2 separate regions of the Ovis aries genome follow, and region 2 is linked to region 1. Evidence: chromatin contacts called from public Hi-C data. All regions are on one chromosome and are shown on one strand. Each heading gives the region's core, a stretch centred on a gene start, on an enhancer-like site or on the middle of the called end of the contact. The rest is flanking DNA. Distances are from core to core; before and after follow the strand shown.

Region 1 (7,244 bases), core at 4,650-7,149:
GGCTTCCTGTGAACCATGACCGTGGAAGCCTTGTGACTCTTGGGGGAGAGCAGAAGGCCAGGGTTTTCCTGTGAGCCTGGGCTTCCTGGTCCCGCTTTGTAGTTGGAGCCTCTGAAGCAGCAAAACAAGCATGCGGGAAAATGCTTCTGCCCCAGTGTGTTCACCTTTTGAAATCCTCAAGCAAACCCCAAACGCTGTATCTCTGTGTGGTCAGGTAGAAGGGCTGTCCCTCTCACGCCAGAGCAGTTAAGGGCTGAAGTCCAGTGGATGCAGGAGGGTTTGGGAAGGTAAGTCCTTTCAAGACCACCTTCCCAGACCCTCCTGGATCAATGTCCTCTGACCCTGGAAATGCATCTGCTCCTGGGCAGTAGGTCCCCCACCATGGGGCTGAAACTTACGGGGCAGGCAAGGGAGCCAGAGAAATAGACTCAATTCACTGGTCTTAGTGAATTGGGTTCTTGGTACGACCATGAATGGCTATTTAAAAGGGCTGATTTTGACTCGTCATGATCAGAAAAACACAGTAGTTAACACAGACTCAAACCTTGACTAGTAGTTAACACAAACACAAACCTTGACTGCTTAGGCTTCAGTTCTCACCAGCTCTGTGATGCTGAACAATGTATTTTACCTCTGCGGGCCTTATGTGTAAAGCAGAGGTAATAACTGGACCTACCTCACTGGTTGTGAAGATATAATGAGGTAATACATGTAAAGTGCATAGAACAGTTCCTGAAATTTAGTTAAGAGCTTATTAAGTATTAGCTATTATTATGACCACCATCCGGAGAAGGCAATGGCACCCCACTCCAGTACTCTTGCCTGGGAAAACCCATGGATGGAGGAGCCTGGTAGGCTACAGTCCATGGGGTCGTGAAGAGTCGGACATGACTGAGCAACTTCACTTTCACTTTTCACTTTCATGCACTGGAGAAGGAAATGGCAACCCACTCCAGTATTCTTGCTGGAGAATCCCAGGGACAGAGGAGCCTGGTGGGCTGCCGTCCATGGGGTTGCACAGAGTCGGACATGACTGACATGACTTAGCAGGAGCAGCAGCATGACCACCACCATCATCATCATTGTCACCATTTACTGTGTGTTTAATACGTACCAGACACTGAGCTAAGCATATATACATGCCTTAGCTCACTGAATTACCCTTTGAAATAGGCGTTATGCTTCAATTAAGCCTCGTTTGGAAAAAATGGGCGTTTGGAGAGGTCAGGTAACCTGCACAAAGTTAAACAGGTAAGTCATTGGTGGAGTCAACATTTCTAGCCAAGTGTCCCTAACTCCAAAGTCTGTGCTGTTATTACCCTTGGCTACGGTCCCTAATAGCAACTGTATTACTACTCCACCATTTTTTTATAGCAAAGAAAGCCGGGATTTAAATCCAGGCCTTTCTGACTCTAAAATTCATTCTAACATCTATTGAGTTTTCCCAACAAGTGAACAGGATGCTCCTGAAACCAGTAATAATAATTGGTGATGAAGACTTCTGATATATCCTGTGACCATGAGGACAATTTGCTTAATCAGCTGTCATGGGGGCAATTTCCACTTTCTCAGATACATTATTTTCCTGCAGTTTCTTTGGGCTGTTGACTCGCTAAGATTAAGACTAGCTTCTGTGTCCTTTCACATACTAGTTGTCCATGCTGCAAGAATATGGAGGAGTCATAAACAGTCTGGAAGGAGGCCCTGATGTATTGCACAAGGCCTTTACGACATTGCTACAGGAGGAATCTGCCAGGAGACACTCAGTCTGCGTTTCTTGACTAAACACCTCAGGTTATGGGGCTGCAACATTCCAAAGGTGCATTTTAGCGTCAGAGGGCAGCTTGTTTTGTGACCGGTAGTAGGATAGGCAGAAAATACTCACCAGGGTATACAGATCAGAAACTCTTAACCAGGCATGTATCACTGGACTATCACTGGACTTTGGAGGTTCTAAGAACATTGTGTGTGTGTGTGTGTGTGTGTGTGTGTGCATTTTCTTGCAGAGAGAGCCTGTAACTTTTAGAATATTTTCAAAGGAGCACATGATTCAGAGACACTTTAAAAAACCTTTGTTTTAGATTAAAAAATCACTAAGAGAGAAAGTTTTAAAAAAGAGAAATCTTTTTAAATGAAAATATCAGTGCTCTCTGGAGAAAGTAGTATACTTTCCTTTAGTATTAATAACTTAAAGATCATAATGAATAATTGTTCTGTTCTCTGAGTTTCTGGAGTGTGTGTGTGTGACAGACAGAGGGAGCACCAACTATATGCCAGGTGCTAGCCAAGAGATACAACCCCCTTCATAGCATTCTCTCACTTAAACATCACAGTGCCTGGGGACTTCCCTGCCAGTCCAGTGTTAGGTCTCTGTGCGCTCATTGCCGAGGCCTTGGGTTTGATCCCTGATTGGGGAACTAAGATCCTGCAATCTGCATGGTTCAGACAAAAACAAACAAACAAAAAAAGAACAAAAAAATCATAGTATCTGTATTTGGTAGATAACACTATTAGCTCCATTTTATAAGTGGGAAAATTGAATTTTACAGAGGCAAAGAAATTTATGAAGGTCAGTTGGTAAGTCTGTCTAAATCCTAAGTTATCTTACATAGATTCATAAGTCAATGTATAGGACAAATCATAGAAAATAATTTTTGAATAACATACTTAATTATTTTTTATTTTTCAAGGGAGAAAAAAATCATTAGAGAAAATTTCTTCCCACCTACCCTCCCCCTCAAAAATTTTCTAGAATGTCTATGCCAGATTTTCTTTTCTTTTCTGTTTTCTCAAAATGGTTTTTAATTGTTATCATAAACAGGAGTTACTTGTGCTGAGGACTGTCTGGAGGGATTCTGGTTTTCTTTCTGCACTTATGTTACTGGGTTGTGTGAGATAAGCTAGAAAGGGGACCTGCCAAAAAGGAGAGGGCTAAAAAATGAATAAACATGAAGAGCCAGTGACTCCTGCAGTGACCATCTGTTTATCTTCTCAGAGTCACGCACTAGGGCCACCAGGTAGCAAAAAGAGTTATTTCAGATGATGGGAAATTAAAAGCATTGAATTAAAATTCACCCCAGGTGAATTTTCTCAGTCAGTTACTGAGAACAGTGTTCATGTCCAGATGTTACACAGAATATCATTTCGGTAGTCAGTGTTTAGTCAGGAGTTCATAAGGACTAATTTACCTTCCGCTCTTTTTCTTAAGTCTTTTGCCCAAAAAATTGTCAGAGCTAGGAGCCCATAGGATATGTGTAACATAACTGTCTCGCCTTCACCCCAAATATGGACAAGAGTCCATTCCTGTGACAGATTTAATGCCTTGTGACAGAGATCTGCAATGGTAAAAGAATCTTGTTTTCAGCAATCAGATATACATCATCTTCGCAAGAATGAGGAGCTGTAGTTGCCGGAGTGACACTCACGTGACCACTCTTGTCATTCACAGGTGATGGTAGTCCTGCACCTTTGTCAAGTTAGCTAGTTCTGACTTGCCTTTCAAGGTTAGCCCTGTGACACACCTTTGGAAAACCTTTCCCGACCTCACTGGCTGCACTAGGTGCTGCCGCTCCCTGCTCCATCAGGGTCCTCTGAACACCATACTCACTGCCTCTGTCAGACTCTCCTGTAAGTTTTCATTTTTTCGTCTGTCTCTTTCATCAGAGTCTAAGTCCCATGAGGTCAGTTGTGGTTTTGTTTCAGTTTAATTAATCCATTAATTTGGCTGCGTTGGGTCTTAGTTGAAGCACTCGAGATCTTCAGTGGGTCATGCAAGATCTTCTCTTGTGGTTCTCAGACTCTCTAGCTGGGGCACGTGGGCTCAGTGGTTTCAGCGTCCAGGCTTAGTTGCTCCACAGCATCTGGGATCTTAGCTCCCTGACCAGGGATCGAACCCACACGTTACAAGGTAGATTCTTAACCACTGGACCACCAGGGAAGACCCCCTGAGGTCAGATTAATGCCTGGTACATAAAAGATACTCAGAAAAGAGTGAGCTAACAAATTTATATTTGTTTCTTCCCTATCCAAAAGTAACTGCAAGGGTTAGTGTTCTTAAGGCAGAATCATCTAAAGGGACTTCTGACTATGTAAAAATAGCAGGGAGGGATAAATTCACCTCCTGTCAGGACTTGTCAAGTGCCAAGAGGTGAAAACATCCCGAGGCAGTATACTAGTTATCTATTGCTATATAACACTTTATTATCTCTACTGTGGTCAGGAATTTAGACAGGGCATATCTTGTCTCTGCATATTGATGTCTAGGACCTCTGTTGGAAAATGAGAGTCAGGATGGGGATCATCAGAAAGCTCATTCACTGGCCTGTCTGGCAGTTGATGCTGACTGTTGGTTGGAGGTTGTCAGCCAAAATACCCCTTTTGACATGGCTTTTTGATGCAACTTGAGTTTCCTTAAAACTTGGCAGCCAGGCTCAAGAGCAGATGTTCTGAGGCAGAGAGGACCAAGCCAAAGCCACTCTGTATTTGTAACCTGGCCTCAGAAATCACACAGCATCACTTGTGCCACGTTCTATTGGTTAAGGCAGTTACAAAGGTCCATCCAGGCTTAAGGGAGGAAACAAGACTCCACCTCTCGATGAAGGAGTGTCAGCATCACATTGTAAGTAGAGCCTGTGGGATGGCTCTGTCCTGGAGTGGCCATCTTTGAAAAATGCAGTATGCCACAAGCAGTCATGGGGAAAAGGCCAAGTTCCTATAAGAATCCCTCATTTGAGAGAAGAGGTATGAATCAAGACAGATGAGTTTCATAAAGGGTGACTTTTTCCTTTACTTCCAGAGAGCAGGCAATTATAGCTCTATCAGGAATGCAGATAGAGGAAGATTTCAGGCCTTGTGACAGAGATCTGGAATGTTAGAGAGTCCTGTTTCCACTGCTCAGGTCCACATTCTCTTGCAAGAATGAGGCAGCTGTAGCTGCTACAGTGACACCCCCATGAGCTCTCTTTGTTGAGCTGCTCTATAGACTCGACCTTATTCCTGGCTCACTGTCACTCCAACAACACTCTTGTCATAATTCTTAATTATTTTATTATCCGTATTGATGATACCATGACCTTTCAGCTTCTTGACATCCTCTTGCAATGATCTTGTCCTCCAAGCTTTGCAGCTACTCACTCCTATGGTCTGTGAGTCATATCCCCGACTTTGTCACTACCTCTTATCGCTGCCTTCTATTATCATAATGTGAGATGTCTGTTTCAGCTTCAATAATTCTTCAGTGCTACAAGAGCCTGTAGTCACTTGATCCTACCACCCTTTCACTGTTCCTCACCTCCTTCCCTACTGAGATCAAAAGTCCATTATTAGGGTCAGCCTTTTTCCTATGCTCTCAATGCCCATCCCCTCTCTTTGTGCACTTGTGTCCTCCTAACAAAGCCCAGCCCTGACTAGTCCTACCCCTCCATACTCTCTGTAGCTGCCACCATAAAGCTATTGTCTCACTCAGAATTCATGACAGCAACCTCAAGTGGGTCCTTAGTTGGGCTTGCAATCAGACTTTCCCTGAAATGGGGAAACAGAAGTACTGCCTCAGGCCACTCCCCTGTCCCAGAGCTATAATGCCATATCTTTGGGTCAGGGCCCAGCAGCTGCCAGGCATTGCTGCTCAGACCTTAGCACACATCCAACCTTATTCAGGATAGTAAGAAATCCTCATCAGAAAACAGCTTCTTGGGGACTTTCCTGGTGGTCCAGTGGTTAAGATTTCATGCTTCAAATGCAGGGGATGCAGGTTCAATCCCTGGTTGGGGCACTAAGATCCCATATGCCTTTGGAGTGTGGCCCAAAGAAAAAGAAAACAGCTTCTCTCTGCTGACACCATAGCCTTCTGGTGGCTTCAAAACCGAAGTCTGGTGATGTGACATCCTCTCTGAAGGCACCCTTTTCATTTCCGCTTCATTTTCTGTACACTCAGCGTTGCTGAGAGAGCTATTTTGACATCTCCTTCTACTCTTAGCACCAGAGCAGGAACTCACATATGCGGATAAACACAAATTGAAAGAACTGCACATTCATTTTCCAAATTCTTAGAAAAAGCAAGAGTATTTAGGGTTAAGGGTGGGGGGTGCTGCAGCCAAGTCCATCCAAGGGGAGGTGAAAAGTGCCTGTGTAGGGGGCCTGGAGACTCTGACACAATGGAGACGCGTCACCTCGGGCAAGTCCCTTTAGCTGTCTGGGTCCCAACCTCATCTGCAAAGCGAGGGGACTAGATGAGGTAATTCCTAAGGCTCTTTCTAAACCTTTCATTCTGACTTTGTCACAGGATGCTACAACATTCACAGTTGCCCCTGTGTTTTTGTCTGTTTACTTGATCCATTCATCAGGTTTTCAATCAAGTAAAGGCTCTGCTTAATGCTCAGAAGACACAAAAATCAGTAGGACACATACAGTCCCTGCTCTTTAGGGGCTCACATTCCCTATAGATATATAGCTTGGTATAATCCTAGAGTTATGCCGTAATGTGATGAATGTTTGGGGGAAAGTATGTTCAAAGGAGGATGAACAAAGTGAAAAAGCGGGTCATTTCTAGCTGTGGATGATATACGCCCTCACAGAGGAAACAGCATTGGAGAGCAAGCATGCTTAAATACCCTAGAGGACTTTGCCAGAATGGTGTGGGGGGCCAGAAAGCTCATTCCAGTTATAAGACAGAGTCCAAAGACATAGCGAATCTGGGAGACAAATACTAAAGTTTTCATATGCCTTACCACTAAGCACATGAGGGAGTGTGTCAGGGCATAACGCTGCGAAAGATTCTATTGGAACCTTCTCTTTTTCTTCCCATTTAGCAAAAATCTCACTTTAGGATTATCCCCATTGTCTAATTTTTGAGTCAGGACTTCTCTGCTGTTCTTGATTTCTTACCCCCTCTATGCTCTGCTTGTGTTATATATATGTATGTATTTCCTGAAATTTGGCCCATTTATTTATGCCATCTTCCTGAAAATGTTCAGGGATATCATTTATCAAATATTTCCATGTAACGTGGAGGGCAACAAATAACAGCAGCTTTGTTTTACAGAGAGAAAAGCTAAAGTGAACGCTGATTTGTAGACAGCACAATATCAGGTTAATAGACATGAAAGGTGACCTGGGGTGCTTCCTTCATGAAAATTCCATGACTTTCTTTTTTCTTTAAACTCAAGAACAGTAAATAATCTTGACTGACTCAGGCAATCACATTAGGACTATCTTAAAAGGGTTAGATTTTGAGTCAAATATGGCTT
Region 2 (7,040 bases), core at 2,273-4,772, 180 kb before region 1:
ATAGCAAATAGCTATCAAATGCCCACAGGGTGTAATACTTTATTAGCTGCCTGAAGATTCAGAGTAATGATTCCATGTTCCTTACCCTCAAGGACTTACAGCCTCTAAGCCAATAGCAGACTCTCCAAATATACTGCTAATGTAGGGACACTGGGTTATACCAGGGCTTGTCCTTGCCAAGGGTAGATGGATATATTACAGGGGAGAGCTCACCTGCAGAAACACAGTTCAGTCCAGAAGTGAACTCTGTCTCGTCTCATACTGTGCCAGGCACATGCGAGCTAACAGGTGAAAGCCATCATTATGGAGATGTGTTAAGAGGGAAGAAGGGGGATGAGTAAAGACCTGCAGGATGGAGCAGGCAGAGCTTGCTCCAAACCAAGAGATGGTTCTTGCATCTCATTTAGGAGAGCTGACTTCTCTTGAGCCATGTTTGTAAAAGTCTCAATTAACATCCAGAGAGAAGTCAGATCCTTGGTTCTAGCCCCTCTTCTGCCGCTGTGTCATTAGATAATCGAGTGATTACTTAATCTTGTCTGGTAAATGTGGGGTTACAGACCTTCAGAGTTGGATAAAACCCTAAAATCTTGCCCATATTTTAAGAACCATAAGTCAGAATATATTTGACCAAACATCTTTATTCTGTTTCCAAAATCAAGAGGCTTTCAAAGGATTATGGAGTTTCCGGGACATGTGATGGCTTATAGTCACATCACAGGGAGAATATTGAAAACAGGACTGTTCCAAAAACCTGAGACAAGGGATGGGAGGATTGGATGACTTTCCAGAAGGATGTTCCTTCCCAGAGCGACACCACGTGGTCAGAAGCATCTCCTGGAATATCTCCGTGGGGGCTAGTTTTACCATTGAAACAAACAAACAAAAATTCCATTTCCTGGTAATTTAATTCTTGGTCCCAATTTTGCCCTCAAAGCCTACACAGGAAAAAAAAAAAAAATCTCTTCCAAGAACATTCTAAATATTTAAAAGAGAGACTGGTCTTTGCATATCTTCTTTATCCTAAACCTAAACATCCTTAGTTACAGCAACTGTTTCTTGGTTCCCAGGCCTGTCATCTAGGATGACCTTTTAGCTAGCTGTATACTAATGGACCACGCATCTTTTTAGATAGATGCTTTGACCAGAGTTGTGCCACATGTTAGCCACAAGGGGACAGTCAAGGCCCCCTTAGTCTGGAAAGAAAGCATCTGGAACCTGGTTGAGGGTACCGAGTTGGGCATTCTGCTGACCTCTTCCACTCTCCTCTTTAGGATCTCCATCCCACAGAAGCACATGCCTCTAGTCAAAAGGACCAGGACTTGCCCCCTGTGTGGGGATGGAACCTGCCCTGGCCAGCAGGACCAAGGTGAACCCAGGTAGAGGAGATAGGGAGAGATGACCTAGAGCTCTACTCTAGACCAAGAGCAATGCTGCGGTCCCTCTGCCAGGCCTACTCATCAACCAAGTAAAAAAGTTCAGGTAAGGGGCCCAAAGAGGTTTTTCACTTAGTTTGAGGGAAAAAGAGTGCTTGAAGCTCACCCAGTCCCAAGGGCTCTCCATCTCCTTCCAGCAGAGTAACAGCTGGCAACCAAGAAAGAATAAGCACGCTACAGTGAGGTCATTACATCCCTTGGCCCAGATGCTGTGCTGCTATTAATGCAAACAAACCTGGTATTTACCTTTTCAACCAGCTTCTCTATTGGCTCATATCAAAGCCACCGGTTACAGGGAAAAATGTTTTCCTAAATAAAAACTAAGCTTAGGTCTTGCAAGGTTTAGCATCAGAAGAAGGCAAAGAGGAAAGGCTGGTTATCTAAGGACCCCTGACTCCATCACTAAGCTCTGGGTGCTCTCGCTTCAGGTACCAGGTCAACCCTGCACTGGTACCTGGGGCTACAGCCTTCTGTCCCAGCTCTAGGCTAAGAGCAGAGCCACGCCTTCCCTCGTCTGGTGGTTTTCTCTCCACTCTGCTAAGAACAAGTGGCACTGCCAGTATGGAAGTTGCCTCCAACATAGCTAATTTGTCCGCAGAGTTCACAGGTTCTAACCCAATTCACTCAGTATCTGAGAGACCTATATTCTTGCCCAAAGGGTCTGAAACAAGTCTTCACGAATCTCCCTTGGGTCTCTCATTTCTACACCATCCTCCAGCCCTGCCCCACAAGAGGCCCCTCATTGGCAATCTTGACATCCTCCCTCTATAGGCAAAGTGAGATCACTGGCTCTGCAGCCCACCAGAATATTCTCTGCTCAGACAGCAGGATCAGATTTGAGAACTATTCCTCGGCTTTAATGGAGTGACATAATAAATGACCTCACCCTTCAGTTAGGAACCTGCCTTTTCATGGAGAGCGGTGCCCTTAAGCACAGTAACACAGTGTTCACGAGGTAAAGTAGATGGCCAGTACAGTCTTGGGCCAGGAAAGGCGCCATAGACTTCTGCAGTCACTGAAGTATCTCTAGCAGGTCTCGGTGAGGGGCCACCTTTGGGGGGTACCCCCCACCTCTGTGGCAGCCAGGACCTGCTTCACATAGTAGGAGGTGGGGAACAGCACATGGCCTGTGACCTGTGAGCTGAAGAGGGCACAGGAAGGAGCTTCCTTCAGGATGTGCCTAGCCCCACGGCAGTGTCGACCATAGGAACGGGAGCATGTGCCCCAGAGGGTTGCCTTCGGGTTCAGGAAGCCAGTGAAGTCCTGAGAATTCACCCTGTACAGGCAGGCTAATGGGAGAGGGAGAATTGGTACCCAGACCCCTGCCCTGATGGGGGCTGCACCGTCTGGAGCACTGTGCCCTCTGCCAGGGCCCCAAAGCACTGTTCTGCCTCTCCAGTTGTGTCATTTTCCTCCGGCGCCAGGGGGAAGGGCCGATCTGCCAGTCAAGGGGTCTCAGAATCCGTGCAGGAGGTCCTCAAGACCGCCGCCAGATGCTGACTCCATCATAGGTCAGGGCTCTGAGGGGTCATCATACTTGCTCTTCACAAGACTAAGATGACTGTGGTGAGGGGAGACAATTATATGTCATAATTCCAGCTTAAATATCCCTTTCTGGAAAGAGGTGAGGTGATAAAGAAATTTGCATGTGTCTACATGGATAAATACATGAATTTTAAGTACTAGGAAATGTTTAAGGGCTCATTTCAAGAGTCCTTAGGCAAAACCACCCCCTCTTAAATGAATTCTCTTTTCGAAGGTGGAGCACATTCTTAAGGGAAGCCTGCCTCGAGCTGGGAAGGCGGCCTGGAAGGAGCAGAGTGCTCCCTCAGTGTCCGTGGCCGGAGACGAGATTGCCCTCCCGAGGCCCGCGCGGTTCAGACGAGAGTTAAAGACCGGCCCACGCGCGTGGGTTTAGAGGTCTTGGACCTCCTCCGCTTCAAGCCCGCCCCGTGGAGGCGCCGCTGTGGGGCTTCTGGCCACCAGATGGCGCCACTAGGCAGCCAGCGCGCCGCTCCAGGTGCGCGTCCCGGGACCGGGCGGGGATCCGGGGTAACCGGCCTTCTGAGCCAACCTTCCCCCAACCCCTGAATGCACCCGGATCTCGGTCCCAACCCCGCGCCTGGGGCCAAGGAGGACAGAATGCTTCAGCAAAGTTGCTGAACAGTCTTGTAAAAAAATTTTCCAACCACCCACTCCTCCCAAATCAATTAAAAAAAAAAAAAAAAGAAAGAAACTGATAAAGGAAGTTGGCGCCAACGCACAGCACAGCCTGAACACAGGCAACAGCAGAGGTGCTGTTTAAGAAAGAGGGGACACGTGTGTGCCTGTGGCCAATTCGTATCGATGTATGGCAAAAGCCATTACAATATTGTAATCATTCTCCAATTAAAATAAATAAATTTAAACATAAACAGAGAAAAAGGGGGCGTGGGTGATGGAGTTAGCGTTCAAATCTGGTTAACAACCTTGCGTATGGTATTTAACCTGCATATCACCTACTAGTTTACATTGAGCTTACCTCATAGGATTGTTGACAAGAATTAAATGAATTGATACACTGCCTAGACGTGTGTTAAATTATATGATATTAAATACATATGAATATCTATACATTACATAAAACACATTATATTAATATATGTACATAATATAAAGTTATATGCCAAGCACAGAATAAGCACCAATAATGTTCAGTCGCTCAGTCGTGTCCGACTCTTTGCAACCCCATGAACTGCAGCACGCCAGGCCTCCCTGTCCATCACCAACTCCCAGAGTTCACTCCAACTCATGTCCATCGCATCAGTGATGCCATCCAGCCATCTCATCCTTTGTCGTCCCTTTCTCCTCCTGCCCCCAATACCTTCCAGCATCAGAGTCTTTTCCAATGAGTCAACTCTTCGAATGAGGTGGCAAAAGTACTGGAGTTTCAGCTTTAGCATCATTCCTTCCAAAGAACACCCAGGACTGATCTCCTTTAGAATGAACTGGTTGGATCTCCTTGCAGTCCAAGGGACTCTCAAGAGTCTTCAACACCACAGTTCAGAAGCATCAATTCTTCAGCGCTCAGCTTTCTTCACAGTCCAACTCTCGCATCCATACATGACCACTGGAAAAACCATAGCCTTGACTAGACGGACCTTTGTTGACGAAGTAATGTCTCTGCTTTTCAATATGCTATCTAGGTTGGTCATAACTTTGCCTTCCAAGGAGTACGCGTCTTTTAATTTCATGGCTGCAATCACCATCTGCACTGATTTTGGAGCCCCCCCAAAATAAAGTCTGACACTGTTTCCACTGTTTCCCCATCTATTTCCCATGAAGTGATGGGACCAGATGCCATGATCTTAGTTTTCTGAATGTTGAGCTTTAAGCCAACTTTTTCACTCTCCTCTTTCACTTTCATCAATGTTAGTTATATTTTATATTTTAGTATGCAACTTCTATGAATTATTTGTTTTAAAAAAAGCTCTTTCATTCAAACAAGTCATACCTTTGGGGTTTTTTGTTAACTTTTTATATGAAAATCTTCAAACGTTTACAACAGTAGAGAAAATAGTATAATGAACCCCCGAGGACCTATCACCTGCTTTCAGTAATTATCAACACATGGCTAGTTCTGTTTCATCTGTACCCCACATCCTCTACCCCCAGTCAGTTGCAAATCCCAAATCTCATCTCATATCATTTCATCTGTGAATACTTGACTATTACACAGTATTTTTTAAAGTTCAGCGTTACTTAATATTGTCTCTGTGCAATCTGTTATAGTCATCAGTCCCGAGATTTCCCACAACACAAGAATCTTTTCCACATCAGCATCTGACATAGAAGCTGGAACTGAATGTTGAATCAGTAGCAGTTTCTTTGCTGGAAAAGTACTTCCATTTCTCAAGAGACATTTTCGAATCCAAAGGCAGCTCTGGGATCCATGGTGACCCACCCCAGGCTGAATTCTCACCACTGGGGAAAGAGATGTCTCCTAGTGAGTTTCCTGCACACAGAGCAGGATAGGATCCATTTTAAGAAGGAAACCACTCTTCCAGACACTTGAAGATTTTAGGATATACACCCAGTATTTCTGGGTGGAACAGGGTCGCACCACTGGAAGCACTGTCTCCTAGCATGTTCTTTTTACAATGTCAGTGTCACTTTCACACTGAAATTGTGGCCAAACTTTCCCCTCAAGGCATCTTGGAACTGTGTCAACATTTTAAATTATTGACTTAAGACATAAACATACACACACATCCTGCCCAATATTCCTTACATTACAGATCAAGAACTGCCTAATATTCCTTACATTAAGACCCCTTTGAGACAAGAAGATGGGAACTAAACAAATAATAGGGTTCTCATTCAACTGTTTGAAATTCGCACGACTGCTGGCCATGTCACTACATACTGCCTGACCGACGACGCTGACACGATGGGAGGCGGGATCAGGCAGCACTTGGGGATGTTTTTGAGCTTCTTTGGAAAGGGTTAGCTTATTTTCTGTGTAATAATGCCAGTAGCCAGCATCAAGGTGTCTGAGACCTTCTGATATTCATATTACAAGACACTTTCAAAAAGACTATATTTAGTTCTCACAGCCCTGTGAAGTTGGTGTTATGCCCATTTTGCAGAGGAGGACACTGTACAAAAAATGCAAGGGAGTCCACACACACACACACACACACACACACACTTTAATTTGTGGCTTGAATAAGCTAAGTGGATTCCCTCCCTGAATCAACAGTGCTCTACAAATCTTAGTGTTGTTTTTCTTATATTTATAAAGTAGGCATCTGTCTTCCTCTCATTCTCAAAACAGAAAAAAATCGTGACCACATTAAATCTAGCAGAGAGGCTGCTTAGACCGAGGGACATAATTCCCAGTCCCTCCAGTCTTTCAGCAAGCTGCATGAGTTATCACAACTACACTTTCGACACTTGCAACATCTTTTCTGATCATCATTCTCTGGTGTCTGGATTAGGATGCTGAGTGTGTGATGATGATACATCTCCAATTCCTATGGCCTCGGTACCTTGGGGATGAGATTCCTTTGGGATCAAGAGAGCTGAGCAGTGGTTGGCTCTTTTTTGAGTCCATCCTTCTATCAGGCTACCAAGAGGAAAAGCAGAGACACGAAGGGCCAGAAAAGATGTCTTTTAGGGACCAGGACCCTCACACACTTCCAGGAGAGGGACATGGAGGTGACCTTTATGTCCCTGGCTGTTAGCCAATGTACTGAAGCCTAGATTAAGAACTCCTCAAGATCCTTTTCTTCTTTTAAAATCCAAACTTTACAAGCTTGATCATTCTGATAGATGTAATCATTTCCTTCTTCTCATCACCATGGTGATCTGGGTACATTTCCTATGACTTTGCATTAGATTTGTTGATATACTTTCAGCTTCCCCACTAAATAACGAAGATCAGCTATTTATCTTTTAATTCCTCAGTGCCCAGCCTCATAGAAAGTAGGTCCCCAATAAATGTTGGTTGATTCGATTATTCTAATCATGGAGGCAACTTGCTGTTGACTTAACTTTGCTCTCTTGTACACCACCTGCAGTATGGTACACGTTGAAATTTTTTGTGTGTGTCATTCACAACTCACC

What was found. A called contact is a pair of places that touch in the nucleus more often than the background predicts.
Region 2: a Hi-C map of liver shows a contact between it and region 1, with 4 times the contacts expected there. The contact joins two enhancer-like sites. A contact is called at or near these places in 8 of 16 Hi-C or Micro-C datasets (blood, hypothalamus, liver and 2 more).

Annotation. Positions count from the first base shown.
Region 1 is chr3:85,450,561-85,457,804 of ARS-UI_Ramb_v3.0, reverse strand. All of the region lies in intron 4 of GALM (galactose mutarotase), which reads left to right. Among named protein-coding and RNA genes, the nearest start is that of SRSF7, 29 kb to the right of the region's middle. Within about 2 kb of position 5,899, at least 8 of the 54 cell types and tissues checked have an H3K27ac peak or open chromatin away from gene starts, as enhancers often do. A contact at or near this core is called in liver, where this site is marked.
Region 2 is chr3:85,624,928-85,631,967 of ARS-UI_Ramb_v3.0, reverse strand. It overlaps the pseudogene LOC132659593. Among named protein-coding and RNA genes, the nearest start is that of HNRNPLL, 68 kb to the right of the region's middle. Within about 2 kb of position 3,522, at least 2 of the 54 cell types and tissues checked have an H3K27ac peak or open chromatin away from gene starts, as enhancers often do. A contact at or near this core is called in liver, where this site is marked.